Linked DNA regions of Mus musculus: region 2 is linked to region 1. A link is a contact called in public promoter capture Hi-C data. All regions are on one chromosome and are shown on one strand. Each heading gives the region's core, a stretch centred on a gene start, on an enhancer-like site or on the middle of the called end of the contact. The rest is flanking DNA. Distances are from core to core; before and after follow the strand shown.

Region 1 (6,223 bases), core at 642-3,141:
CATGGGGCATCATTATTCCGAGGTTCATGGAAAACACACATGAATAAATGTCATTTTCCCATGCCAAGAGGAAGTATGTAAATATTTTAATTAGCACAAGATGAATTTACCTTAAATGTAAAGAAAAAAAATGCTTACAACTTAATCACTGTCACTTCAAAAAAAAAAGAGTCATCAACATATTTCAAAATACTGAACTGTTTCTGCCCCTTTTTATCTGGTTAATATTTTATTCCAAAAATAATAGAATTAAAATACATGGTAACAACAATGTAAATATGTGCTTACATGAGCTGTTGCTTGATTAATGGTTATTAGCCACTCCTTATTGTACTCCAAATTATTGCATAATAAGTAATCATTGCATTAATTCTAAAGCAAAGGCAATCTTCTCAGATCTTCTTCAAAGCACTATCATAATCAGAACCAGTACACAAAAAATGTAGAATCTGATGCATCATTGTGAATAATTTTTACAGACCATTAATGCTTCTATGTACAGAGCTGAGAATCTTAGAGGCTAGTTCTGCAATGGGAGTTCTCATGTTTTTTCCAGTTATTGGCACTGAATAGCAAGTAACAACTTACTTATAATTAACTTGCTTAAGTTGAAAATTTGTTAATGAATTAAAGGAAGTGTAAAGGGTGGAAGTGGAACTATGGTGGGCCTTTGACAGAGGGAAATCATCAAAATCCAACCAGGACTATCTGAAGGCTGATACAACCAATAAGATCCGGGAAAAGCCCCAAAGTTGTGTTCTTCTGGAATTTAAAAGTGGGGAGCCACTGAAGATTTATGGAGGCTGTGCCATTTACAAAAGGACAAGAGCCAGGTTCCCACTAAAATTTAATGAAAAGAATGTTCTCACCAGCCAGTCACGCCACCCATTACAATCTGAGTAGCTACTGAGTATTTTTCTACCATAGGTCCGGAACTGTGGCCAAATACTCGATTCCACCAGTGGTGTCTTCTTGCATATTCAGTTAAATCCAACACTTCGTATGATTCGTCATCGCTTTCATAGTCTTTAAAAATACAAAATGGAAAAAAAAAACATTCATTCTACAGTCTGAAACGTCTCACAAGCTGTTTTCATAAAACCTGTGGGCCAACACACTGTCATGTCTGGTCTACAACTAAAAAGGCCCAGATGTAAACGAAGGAGCGTGATTAACTCGATCTGGGAGACTAGGGCCTCAAGCATAAAGGGCCTAGCAACAGCATCGGCATTTCCTTTCCCAAGGCTTAGGGACACGCAGCCAGAGGCCAGTTGAATTACAAAGCAGTGGGCGGTCACCCGCACAATGAGAATAAGGTCAGGGCAGGGTACATTTCCATCTGTGGGAAAAGGGGGCGAGGGGATGATCCTTCCATGAAAGGAAAAGTCAGGAACCTAGCAAGAGGAAATCAGAGCAGGACTAAAACGCAACCAACCATGGAAATCAACCCGCCAACCCTCCTAATTTTGCAAGATGGAGAAGGGCTCGAGGTGGGGGCAGGGCAGGGCAGGGTCTAGCCTTGGTTAGGTGTAGGTGAGCATGCTAAATTCCGCAGAGAGGGAAAGGAGACCTCTGGTTCAAAGGGGCTCTCGCAAAGGGGCTGTACAGCGACAGAGCCCCAGAAACACTGGAGGAGGGAAAGGGAGAAACACCATAGCAATAAAAGGTCGAGTGCTGTGGGCAGCGTCCCAGAGACTACTTCGGGCCCTGGCTGCTCACCTTGGGGAGGGGGGTTCCGGGATGCCATGATACCGCCAGCGGCCAGTTGGGGGTGGTCCCTGCCCGCCTCTCCCCACCACTTTAAAGGACGCTCTAGGCCGAGTTGGAAGTCTATGGTCTCTCTTTTTTCCTCAGCCTCCTCCTCGCCCCGCCCACACAGTCGCGTCACCGCCACTCTTCCCTGTACACGACCTCCAACAATTTGTGCGCAGCCGCAAGGCTTGGGACTTGTGATGGAATAGCTGAGTCCCCGCCCTCCTATTGCTTATGGGAAATGTAGTCCGTGCTCTTTTCCACTGTAGCCTGGGCATTACCCCAACCTGCTCTAAGTTTCTAAGAGTTTTTTGTTGTTTTGTCTTATTTTTGTTTTTGCTTTTTGGTTTTTTTGTTTGTTTGTTTTTTACGCTAAAGGAATGGAGGGAGGAGCGGCTAAGGGTAATAGAACAAGATAATCAGTTTAGTGTTGGCAGACTGTTCTTAACAAGTCTTTAGTCAGGATGCTTCAACGAAGCTGTCTTTCTGATTAGGTGTTCTTTTTTCAGGCCCTATCTTTGGCCTTTAGTTCTTTCAAGAATTCTGTTGGCTTTAACAGAAATTTCAGGCCCACTTCTTGCTTGATGTCTAATAACCCAGTCATTCTCCAGTAAGAACCCAATTAAACTAGCTCAGCAATAAACTCCCTTGATGTCTCCTCTTGGTAGGACTCTACACTTCGACCCCCTCAGATTATGCACTATAAATCTCCAGCTTTTTGTTGTTGTTGTTGTATCCCAAATTAAAATAGACCCACTATCTATTTTAACAAGTGTCAGGGCAAATATTTTAAAGGTTTTTTTTTTTAATGAAAAAAAATTTTAATTAGATATTTTCTTTATTTACATTTAAAATGTTATCCCCTTTCCTGGTTTCCCCTCTGAAAACCCTCCTCCCCCTATCACTTCCCCACTCCTCCAGCTCACCAACCCACCCACTCCTGCTGCCTGGCTCTGGCATTCCCCTATGCTGGGGCATAGAGCCTTCACAGGACCAATGGCCTCTCCTCCCATTGATGACTGACAAAGCCACCCTCTACTACATATGCAGCTGGAGCCATGGTCCCTCCATGTGTTTTCTTTGGTTGGTGGTTTAGTCCCTGGGTATCCTGGGAATAGCGGTTGGTTCATATTGTTGTTCCTCCTATGGGGCTGCAAATGCCTTCAGCTCCTTGGGTCCTTTCTCTTGTTCCTCCATTGGGGACCCTGTGCTCAGTCCAATGAATGGCTGTGAGCATTCACTTCTGTATTTGCCAGGCACTGGCAGAGCCTCTCAGGAGACAGCTATAACAGGCTCCTGTCAGCAAGCACTTGTTGGCATCCAGAAAAGTGTCTGGGTTTGGCGACTGTATATGGGATGGATCCCCAGGTCACATTTTTCTCAAACTGCTGAGGGCTCTAGTTTTTTTAGTGCCCTGTTAGTCGAGCAGACTTTTGCTTGTATTTTTGGTTGGTTGGTTATTTTTAGACAACATCTCACATAACCTAAGATTCTCTGGAACTCCCTATGTAGAGCACGCTGGCCTCAAACTTACACAGACCTACTTCCCTCTGCCTCTCCAGTATTAGGATTGTTTGTTTGTAAACATGGTCACACTATGTAGCCCAGGCTGGCCTCTGATGCTGGATTCCTCTGTCTCACTCTGCCCAGTGCTGTGATTACCGACATTCACCACAAAGCTGTGATTTTAAGAATTGTTATTATTTGAATGTGAAATAGGGATAAAGTCTGTTTTTTTACCACAAATTTCCATGGATTCTGTAGAATATAAAAACATGTTGGATACCAAAGAACTAACCCAAGTTCACATAAATCAGCACCAAACTTATTTTAAATATGCATTCTAGCCCTTCCGGTCTGCGGCAGCTCCATCACCTTGGGCTCGAACTCCGAAGACAGTCCCACAGTCCCCAAAGGACTCTCCACACGATCTTAGGATCACTGGTGAGTGGAAGACAACATCAGTTCCAAACCAATCTTGATGGGCCTGTGCCAGCAGCAGGGGCGCAGGAAACCCACTTGACCAGGGGCTCAAGTCCCTTCTGGTCAGTGCCAGCTCCAAGCCACCTTGGGCACGAACTCAACAGATCGTCCCACAGTCCACAGAGAACTCTCCACGCTACAGGCACCCTAGCACACCCAGGATCTTAGGATCACTGGTGAGTGGACACAACATCTGTTCCAAACCAATTGTGACAGGCCTGTGGCAGCAGGAGCAAGGACATGTGAGCCCTGCCTGACGAGCTGCTCAGGTTCCTTTTAATCAGTGCTGATATACCTTGGTTTCGAACACACCAGACAGCCCCATGGTCCCCAGAGGAGACACTACTTCCAGACGCTGTAACATGCCCAGGATCTTAGGATTCCAGGATACTAGGATACCAGGATACCAGGATAGCAGCAGCTTGCTCACTTCAGAACCTCGGGGTCTCAGAGGAAGCTTGACTGCCAAGAACTCTGACACAGCCAGAATCTCAGGTTAACAGGAGCCCGGAATCATAGAATCACAGAGAAACCTGGACACTGGGGAGTACTGAATCAATCCGGATTATAGAAAGGACAGGCTCCAATCAGATATATTGAGGGCAGCAAGCACTTGAGATAATCAGATGGCAGGAGGCAATCATACGAACAGAAGCAACAGAAACCAAGGTTACTTGGCAACATCAGAACCAAACTCTCCCACAATAGCAAGTCCTGGATACACCATCACATCAGAAAAGCAAGATATGGATCTAAAGTCACTTCTCATGATGATGATGGAGGACTTTAAGAAGGAAATAAATAACTCCCTTAAAGAAATACAGGAAAACACAGGTAAACAGCTAGAAGCACTTAAGTAGGAAACACAAAAATCCCTTAAAGAGTTACAGGAAAACACTACCAAACAGGTAAAAGAATTGAAAAACAAAAACATCCAGGATCTAAAAATAGAAGTAGAAGCAATAAAGAAATCACAAAGGGAGACAACTCTGGAGATAGAAATCCTAGGAGAGAAATCAGAAACCATAGATCCGAGCATCAGCAACAGAATACAAGAGATGGAAGAGAGAATCTCAGGTGCAGAAGATTCCATAGAAAACATGGACACAACAATCAAAGAAAATGCAAAATGCAAAAAGATCCTACCTAGCTCAAAACATCCAGGAAATCCAGAACACAATGAGAAGACCAAACCTAAGGATAATAGGTATAGATGAGAATGAAGACTTTCAACTTAAAGTGCCAGTAAATATATTCAACAAAATTATAGAAGAAAACTTCCCTAACCTAAAGAAAGAGATGCCCATGAACATAGAAGAAGCCTGCAGAACTCCAAATAGACTGGACCAGAAAAGAAATCACTACCAACATGTAATAATCAGAACAACAAATGCACTAAATAAGGATACAATATTAAAAGCAGTAAGGTAAAAAGGCCAAGTAACATATGGAGGCAGACCTATCAGAATTACACCAGACTTCTCACCAGAGACTATGAAAGTCAGAAGATCCTGGACAGATGTTATACAGACCCTAAGAGAACACAAATGCCAGCTCAGGGTACTATACCCAGCAAAAATCTCAATTACCATAGATGGAGAAACAAAGGTATTCCATGACAAAACCAAATTCACACAATATCTTTCCATAAATCCAGCCCTTCAAAGGATAATAAAGGGAAAACACCAACACAAAGATGGAAACTAGATCCTAGAAGAGGCAAGAAAGTAATCCTTCAACAAACCTAAAAGAATATAGCCACAGAACAGAATCCCAAATCTAACAACAAAAATAACAGGAAGTAACAGTTACTTTCCCTTAATATCTCTTAAAATCAACGGATTCAATTCCCCAATAAAAAGACATAGACTAACAGACTGGCTATATAATAATAAACAGGACCCAACATTTTGCTGCACAAAGGAAACCTACCTCAGGGAGAAAGACAGACACTACCTCAGAGTAAAAGACTAGAAAACAAATTTCCAAGCAAGTGGTCTAAAGAAACAAGCTGGAGTAGCCATCCTAATATCTGATAAGATTAATTTCCAACCCAAAGTCATCATAAAAGACAAGGAGGGGCACTTCATACTCATCAAAGGTAAAATCCTCCAAGAGGAACTCTCAATTCTGAATATCTACGCTCCAAATGCAATGGCAGGCACATTCATTAAAGACACTTTAGTAAAGCTCAAAGCACACATTGTACCTCACACAATAATAGTGGGAGACTTCAACACACCACTTTCATCAATGGACAGATCGTGGAAACAGAAGCTAAACAGAGACACAGTGAAACTAATAGAAGTTATGAAACAAATGAATTTAACAGATATCTACAGAATATTTTATCCCAAAACAAATTGATATGCCTTCTTCTCAGCACCTCATGGTACCTCCTCCAAAATTGACCACATAATCAGTCACAAAACAGGCCTCAACAAATACAAAAATAATGAAGTAATCCTATGCATCCTATCAGATCACC
Region 2 (6,086 bases), core at 2,918-5,417, 3.0 Mb after region 1:
TCAACATTATGACCTAACCAGTACCCCGGAGCTGTTGACTCTAGCTGCATATGTATCAAAAGATGGCCTAGCCGGCCATCACTGGAAAGAGAGGCCCATTGGACACGCAAACTTTATATGCCCCAGTACAGGGGAACGCCAGGGCCAAAAAGGGGGAGTGGGCGGGTAGGGGAGTGGGGGTGGGTGGGTATGGGGGACTTTTGGTATAGCATTGGAAATGTAAATTTGCTAAATACCTAATAAAAAATGGAAAAAAAAAAGATATAGTGGGTGACAGTGATCACTTTATATATGTACATACATAGTTTGTGTGTAGGGGTGCATGTTTGTGGGTGTACCTCAAGTGTCATTCCTCAGGAGCTGTCAGGGTGTCTGTTTTTTTTTTAAAGATTTATTTATTGATTATGTGTAAGTACACTGTAGCTGTCTTCAGCCACACCAGAGAAGAGAGTCAGATCTTGTTACGGATGGTTGTGAGCCACCATGTGGTTGCTGGGATTTGCACTAAGGACCTTTGGAAGAGCAGTCGGGTGCTCTTACCTGCTGAGCAATCTCACCAGCCCTGTCTCACTGTTTTTAAGCTAACCAAATTGGCTAGGCTGGCTGGCTTGTGAGCAGCAGAAATCCACCTTGCTCTCTCTAAGATTATAAGTGTATGCTATCACGCTCAGGCTTTTTAACCTGGGTTCTAGGTACTGAACTCAGATTCTTGTGCTTGCATGCAAAGTACTTTACCAACTGGAACTTGGATCTCTCCAACTCTCTGTTTAATTCAGTGGCTCAAAACAGACAGTGTAGCTGAGCTGCAATGCAAGAGGAAGTGATCTTTCCAGCCAGAATACAAGGGCCTAGGGCCTGGATTTTAGGATTTAGTTGAAGTGTAACTTCTAGATTTTCGGATTTAAGTATAGCTAGAGTGAAAATTTCTCAAGGGCCAAGAGCTTGATGAAGTAGGGCTTGGGAAAATGGAAGACATTCATTTTTGATATATAAACCAGAAAGGCATAGATTGATGTCACTTATACAAGATGGAACATACCAATTTTTTAATGCTCCCCACCCCCCACCTACAATGAATGCACCATTCCTAATGGTCCTGTAATACCAGATTCAGGCATGGAGTGGACAGAGCAAGCTATTCCATCTCCCTGATAGTAAAAAAAAAAAATCATATATTTTCCTCACATAAAGGACATGTCAGATAGATATAGCACTTTATCTTAGCCAAAAGGCTGAGAAGTGTTGGTGGACCAAATGTTCCAGCACACACTATGCTGAGCACTGCTTTGCATAGAATATATCTGAACACATGTCCCTCTTGAGTTTTAGATCTTCTCCATCCAGAAGAGCCTCCCTCCAACATTTATAAGGCAGTGGTTCTCAATCTGTGGGGTGTGACCCCTTTAGCAACCTTCTACCTCCAAAAATATTTACATCACGATGATTCCTAACAGTAGCAAGGCTAAAGTTACAAAGTAGCAATGAGAATGACTTTATGGCTGGGGGTTCAGCACAACATAAGGAACTATATTGAAGGGTCTGAGCATTAGATAGGTTGAGAACCACTGCTTGAAGAAGCCCAGGTTACTGTACTGAACCCTGAAGTGCCAGACATCTTTTTTTGAAACCTTGACTATACAGACCAGATGTGCTTCTGATGGCTTTAGCCCTAGCTACTACTTAATAGCAACCACCTGAGATTCAAGGGGAGCCACATATCCTTGCTATGCAATCCACAGGGCCATGGGATACAGTACTAAGCCACCAAACCTTAGTGGTACACAGCAACAGACAAGAAAGGCAGCAGTGGCCCTTGAAAGCTTGTCACACACTCATATATCCTCTTCCATAACAAAAGCAGCAGTAACCAGTCATACTTTCAATTCCTTTAATAAGGTGTTCTGAGGAACCAGGTAAATAACAAGCAGCGGATGAGTAATGCTTCTTAGGCCCTGCTCGGTAAGCCATCAGTCATCTTCTGGTAACTGGATCTTGCTGGGATCGAAGTAGTTGGATTCCATGATGGGAAGGCCATTGACTTCTCGGTATTTCACAAGTCTCTCAGCTTCCCGGCGGGCCCACTCTTGCATCCTAAAAGCAACAAGTGGGTTATGATGTGAGGGAACCTTACTAGACAGAAGTTCCCAACTTTAGCACCCTATCCCCCACCAGTACAGGGTAAGAATTCTGGCCAGAGACTCCTCCAACCTCTACCTTTGCCTCTGCCCCTTCCCACTCAACTTTCTTAGAAAACCCCTATACCTGTAATCAGGCACATAAGCCACGAAGGTGGTCCCAAAGACCAGGACGATGGAAAAACCAAAGAAGAAGACAGCTCGCATATTCCAGACGTCCACCACAGGGTCACTATCATAACCATGAAAGTCAGGGTTCTGAGGAGAAGGAGAGGTCAATTAGGGCTTCTTGCTGCTCCATAAAGTTATATCCTGGCCTTGCATGACCTGGTCTCTAATCCGCCCTCCAATCTCTAACCAATCTCTTATCCCTGATTAAAATCCTTTCTCTACTTTTAGGATACGTGAAATTCCTTCCCACCACAGGGCTGTGACATTTGCTGCTCTCGAGGCCTAGAAAGCTCTTCTTCCAAATCTAATCACCACTGAATTCATCACCATCTCCCCATCCAAGATTTTGACTTTCTTTCCAAATGAATAATTGGCCTCACGTACTTGTTTGGGAGTGCTCACCCTGTCTGTTAAGTTTCATCCTTGGAAAGTGCTATTTATAAAGATTAAAAAAATGTTTGGATATTGGCAATTTCCTATGGGTCCACTTATTCTATAGGACCCTATAATAATTTAAGATCTTCAATCAGATGTTAATGTTGAATATACTAGGCCTTTTCAAAAACACAAACCTCACAATATCCTCAGTAGAGTGGAAATGGCAATAATAAACACCTTCTAATTTGGAGTACTTCTGAAGTAAGTGGTAAGAGCTGCAGTGACCATTCTGACTCATATGAAGCAGGTGTGTTTTTCTTAGCTTTCCTAGTACTTTTCTCACTTTACAAAGAAACCGAGGCACCAAGAGATTAAATTACTTGTCCAAGGTCATACAAGTGAATAATTTTCAACCCAAGATGTCTGACTCCAGAATCTCTGCTCTCCATAAAGCACAGGAATTCAGTCCTGAATGCAAATAATCAGCTCCATGACCTACTCAAGCTGTGATCTTGGGCTAGCAACTTGTGTTTTAGTATCCTCATCTATGTCACTGTAACAGTTACAGTGCCTACTTCAGTAACAGTTATAGTGCCTACTTCAAAATCACGCTACTTTAGAATTGAGATGAGTAAATAGATACAAAGTGTCTAGCACAGCCTGGCATTATGCACGTGTTACCTTAGAGTTTAGTATTACCCTAATTATAAAGTTTCTAACATGCTTTGGGTGCTGCCCTCTTTCAGTGTGATTTCTGACTGCAAATAAGGCAACGAAAGAGAAAAACAAGCTAGGCAAAATTTCTGAATATTCGAAGATTTTGTCCACTGCTCAAATCTCGGGCCGGAGAATGTCCGCTTTGACACTGGTTTCCCTGGTCCAGATTGGCCCCTACAGCGTCCCGTTTTCCCCCCTCCCTCTCACCTTCGCGTAGACGTTTTCGTCCTCGGGTTCTGGGTCCTCCTGCCACTGCATGGTCGGTTCTCGTTGCCGCTTTTTCTCCACACCGGATGGGGCGATTACAGCCCTGGAGGACTCCCAGCGAACGCGAGCAGCCGGGAGCCCTCTCATCGCCCCCGCTGCTGACAGGCAGCGACCATACAAGCTTAACAGTCGGGCCGCCATGACAGCTTGTACTGCGGAGTCCTGGGGGGCGGGGGGGGGGAGGGAGACGGAAATACAATGTGCGCAGCTGCGGTTGATCCCAGCGCGATTTTTGTCGCTCCGCCCTTACCTTGCTAAATAGATCCCCGGCCTAAGTTTGTTTACGAGTTCGGCGAGGTGCGGACTCTATTTTGCCTCCCACGCCGTGTCGCTACCGAATCAACGTTATCATTTCTGTTAGTCTGGGAGAGAGTTGTTTTTGAGAGGTCTGTTCATTTTCTTCGTAAGAAGAAAGCGGTGACATCTAGATGGCCCTGTAGGGAAAGAGGTGGAGCTTCTAGTTGTCTTTCAACTTCAAAGGACAGCAAGCTTCTAAAGAGCGGGCCTCTTAGGGGTAGCCAATAGCTACTCTTTTTTCTGGACTCCTGGGCCGTTCTCACAGGGAATGGGGAGGTAGCATATGCTTGCCAATCAGAGAATGCCAGGGCCAGCCAATGGTGACCGGCAACCAATCGTCAAGGCCGGCCAGAGCGCGCTCCCTTAGTAGGTGGATGGTGGTCGGATCGCCGGCTCTCTTCTCGTCGCCATTTTGTGTTGGTGACTGTGGCCGGCTAGGAGGAGGTGGCACCGAGTTTCCTTGGGAGGGCAACGCGTCGGTCGCGTCTCCCCTCCCCCTTTCCTCCTTTTTGCTCCCAGTCTTGGACTTGGTAGTTGCATGCATTGGCTCCCATTTGAACTAACAGTTCTGAAGGAGGTGGTGGCGGGCGGAGGTGATGCCTGGGAGCCCTCCCTTGACAGCCCGGGCCGAGAAGGTGAGCGCCGTTGCGGGTCGTGGGATCGGAGGTAAAGGAGCTGGGCGCGTGGGAGGGGGAGAGGGCCGGTGTGCATAGAAGAGGCGCGGGGACGGACTGTACCCTCGGAGTTCGCACAGAGCTGAGGGATGCCTGCACAGCCTGCACCTGAAGAGGGGGTATGGTCCCCCACCCCAGCTTTTTTCTTATGAAAGCAAAAGCGCGTGCGCGATTGGGACGCGGGATGGGTGCACGCGGGTTGGGGGAAGGGAGAGACAGATGGGAGTGGGGTACTGTGACTTACTGTATTTGCCCACCGAACTTTTTATCTTTTGAAACGCGCGTGTTTGCGACTTTGCGGGGGGTGTTCTTAGAGGAGGGTTGTGCTGACTGCCCTTGTTACTTAACTATCCACGGGGAAATACTCTGGCTGCGGCCTCTATTCATTTATGTGGTGGGAATGAGGGTGACAAGCGCGGAGAAAGAAAGTGAATATGGTTTTTATCCTTGGGGTCTGTATCTGACCTCTGATCCTTATCAGGAAGCAGGCTTGTTACTGATCGACCCCAACTTAGTTAGTTTGGGGAGGGGGTGCAGAGAATATATATATCCGGCGTTTCTTCTTTTGGGAGTTGTATCTGTAACAGTGAGGTCTATATATTCAAAGGGAAATCCGTTTAATTGTGTCTCTTATAGGTATCCTGTGATCCTGGCCCTTGGCTATTTTGGGGGCTTGTCTGTAACTTTGTTTCTTTTCTGTGCTGTGTATGCAACAAAATTAGACTCATTCTTTTGCCATTGAGCATTTTGTGTCAGGTTCTCATCCACTGGGGTTCCTGCCTGTGATTCTTTTCCCCATCTGGGGGAAGTTAACTGATCCTTGAGTTGGAAGAGAAAATAGGTACTTAAGAGAAAAGGTGTTGTGGCAACCTACCGTTGGGCAAGTACTATACCCGCCTAGCTTTACTTGGTTCCTGTACAAATGGGTGGCAGCTAAAGATTCAGGGGTAATTTTGATCTCTGGTTGGGTCATGACACTCTCAGATCTTGTACTTCTCAAGGCAGTCCCAAAAGTTGGATGAAGTAGCTGTCCCTGTCACTCAGTAGAACAAGATGTTTTGGAACCACTTGGGAAAGAGGCCCCTTTTGCCTCTGGAAAGCTTAGCCTAAGCTCCCTGGGGAGAGATTCACCTGGGGACCTGGCTGCACATTAGGGCGGAACTACTTGCTGTGTTGAGGATCAGAGCTGTGTTGGCCAAAAAGCCCAGGGAGGTGGCAGCTGTCTTGTTGCCATGTTAGCCGCCTCCCCCCTCCAAAAGCCTTTCAGGGTTTCTGACTGCCTTGTTGGGGGTATAGTTGGCATCTTGTTGGGAGGTTGAAATAATACCCTGACCCATGGAAAGGAGTCTGAGATTCCTTCTGTTGTGAAGTCTTTTGCTACTGTATTGTCTTTTGGAGTTTTGCTAGTTTTTGTGATGGGACCTCAGGGCCTTGAATGTGCTGGGCA

What was found. Promoter capture Hi-C pulls out the DNA fragments that hold promoters and counts their contacts.
Region 2: a promoter capture Hi-C map of pre-B cells shows a contact between it and region 1. The contact joins the promoter of Ndufb11 here to the promoter of Fundc1 in region 1. A contact is called at or near these places in 2 of 39 promoter capture datasets (pre-B cells and second pharyngeal arch cranial neural crest).

The regions. Positions count from the first base shown.
Region 1 is chrX:17,570,434-17,576,656 of GRCm38.p6, forward strand. It overlaps Fundc1 (FUN14 domain containing 1), which reads right to left and starts at 1,892. Exons shown (of 5, transcript NM_028058.4): 1 at 1,720-1,892; 2 at 870-1,026. The coding sequence starts at 1,747.
Region 2 is chrX:20,613,452-20,619,537 of GRCm38.p6, forward strand. It overlaps Ndufb11 (NADH:ubiquinone oxidoreductase subunit B11), which reads right to left and starts at 4,168. Exons shown (of 3, transcript NM_019435.5): 1 at 3,609-4,168; 2 at 2,263-2,393; 3 at 1,875-2,091. The coding sequence starts at 3,809. The coding sequence ends at 1,968. It overlaps Rbm10 (RNA binding motif protein 10), which reads left to right and starts at 4,052. Exons shown (of 24, transcript NM_145627.3): 1 at 4,052-4,600. It also overlaps the pseudogene Gm23628.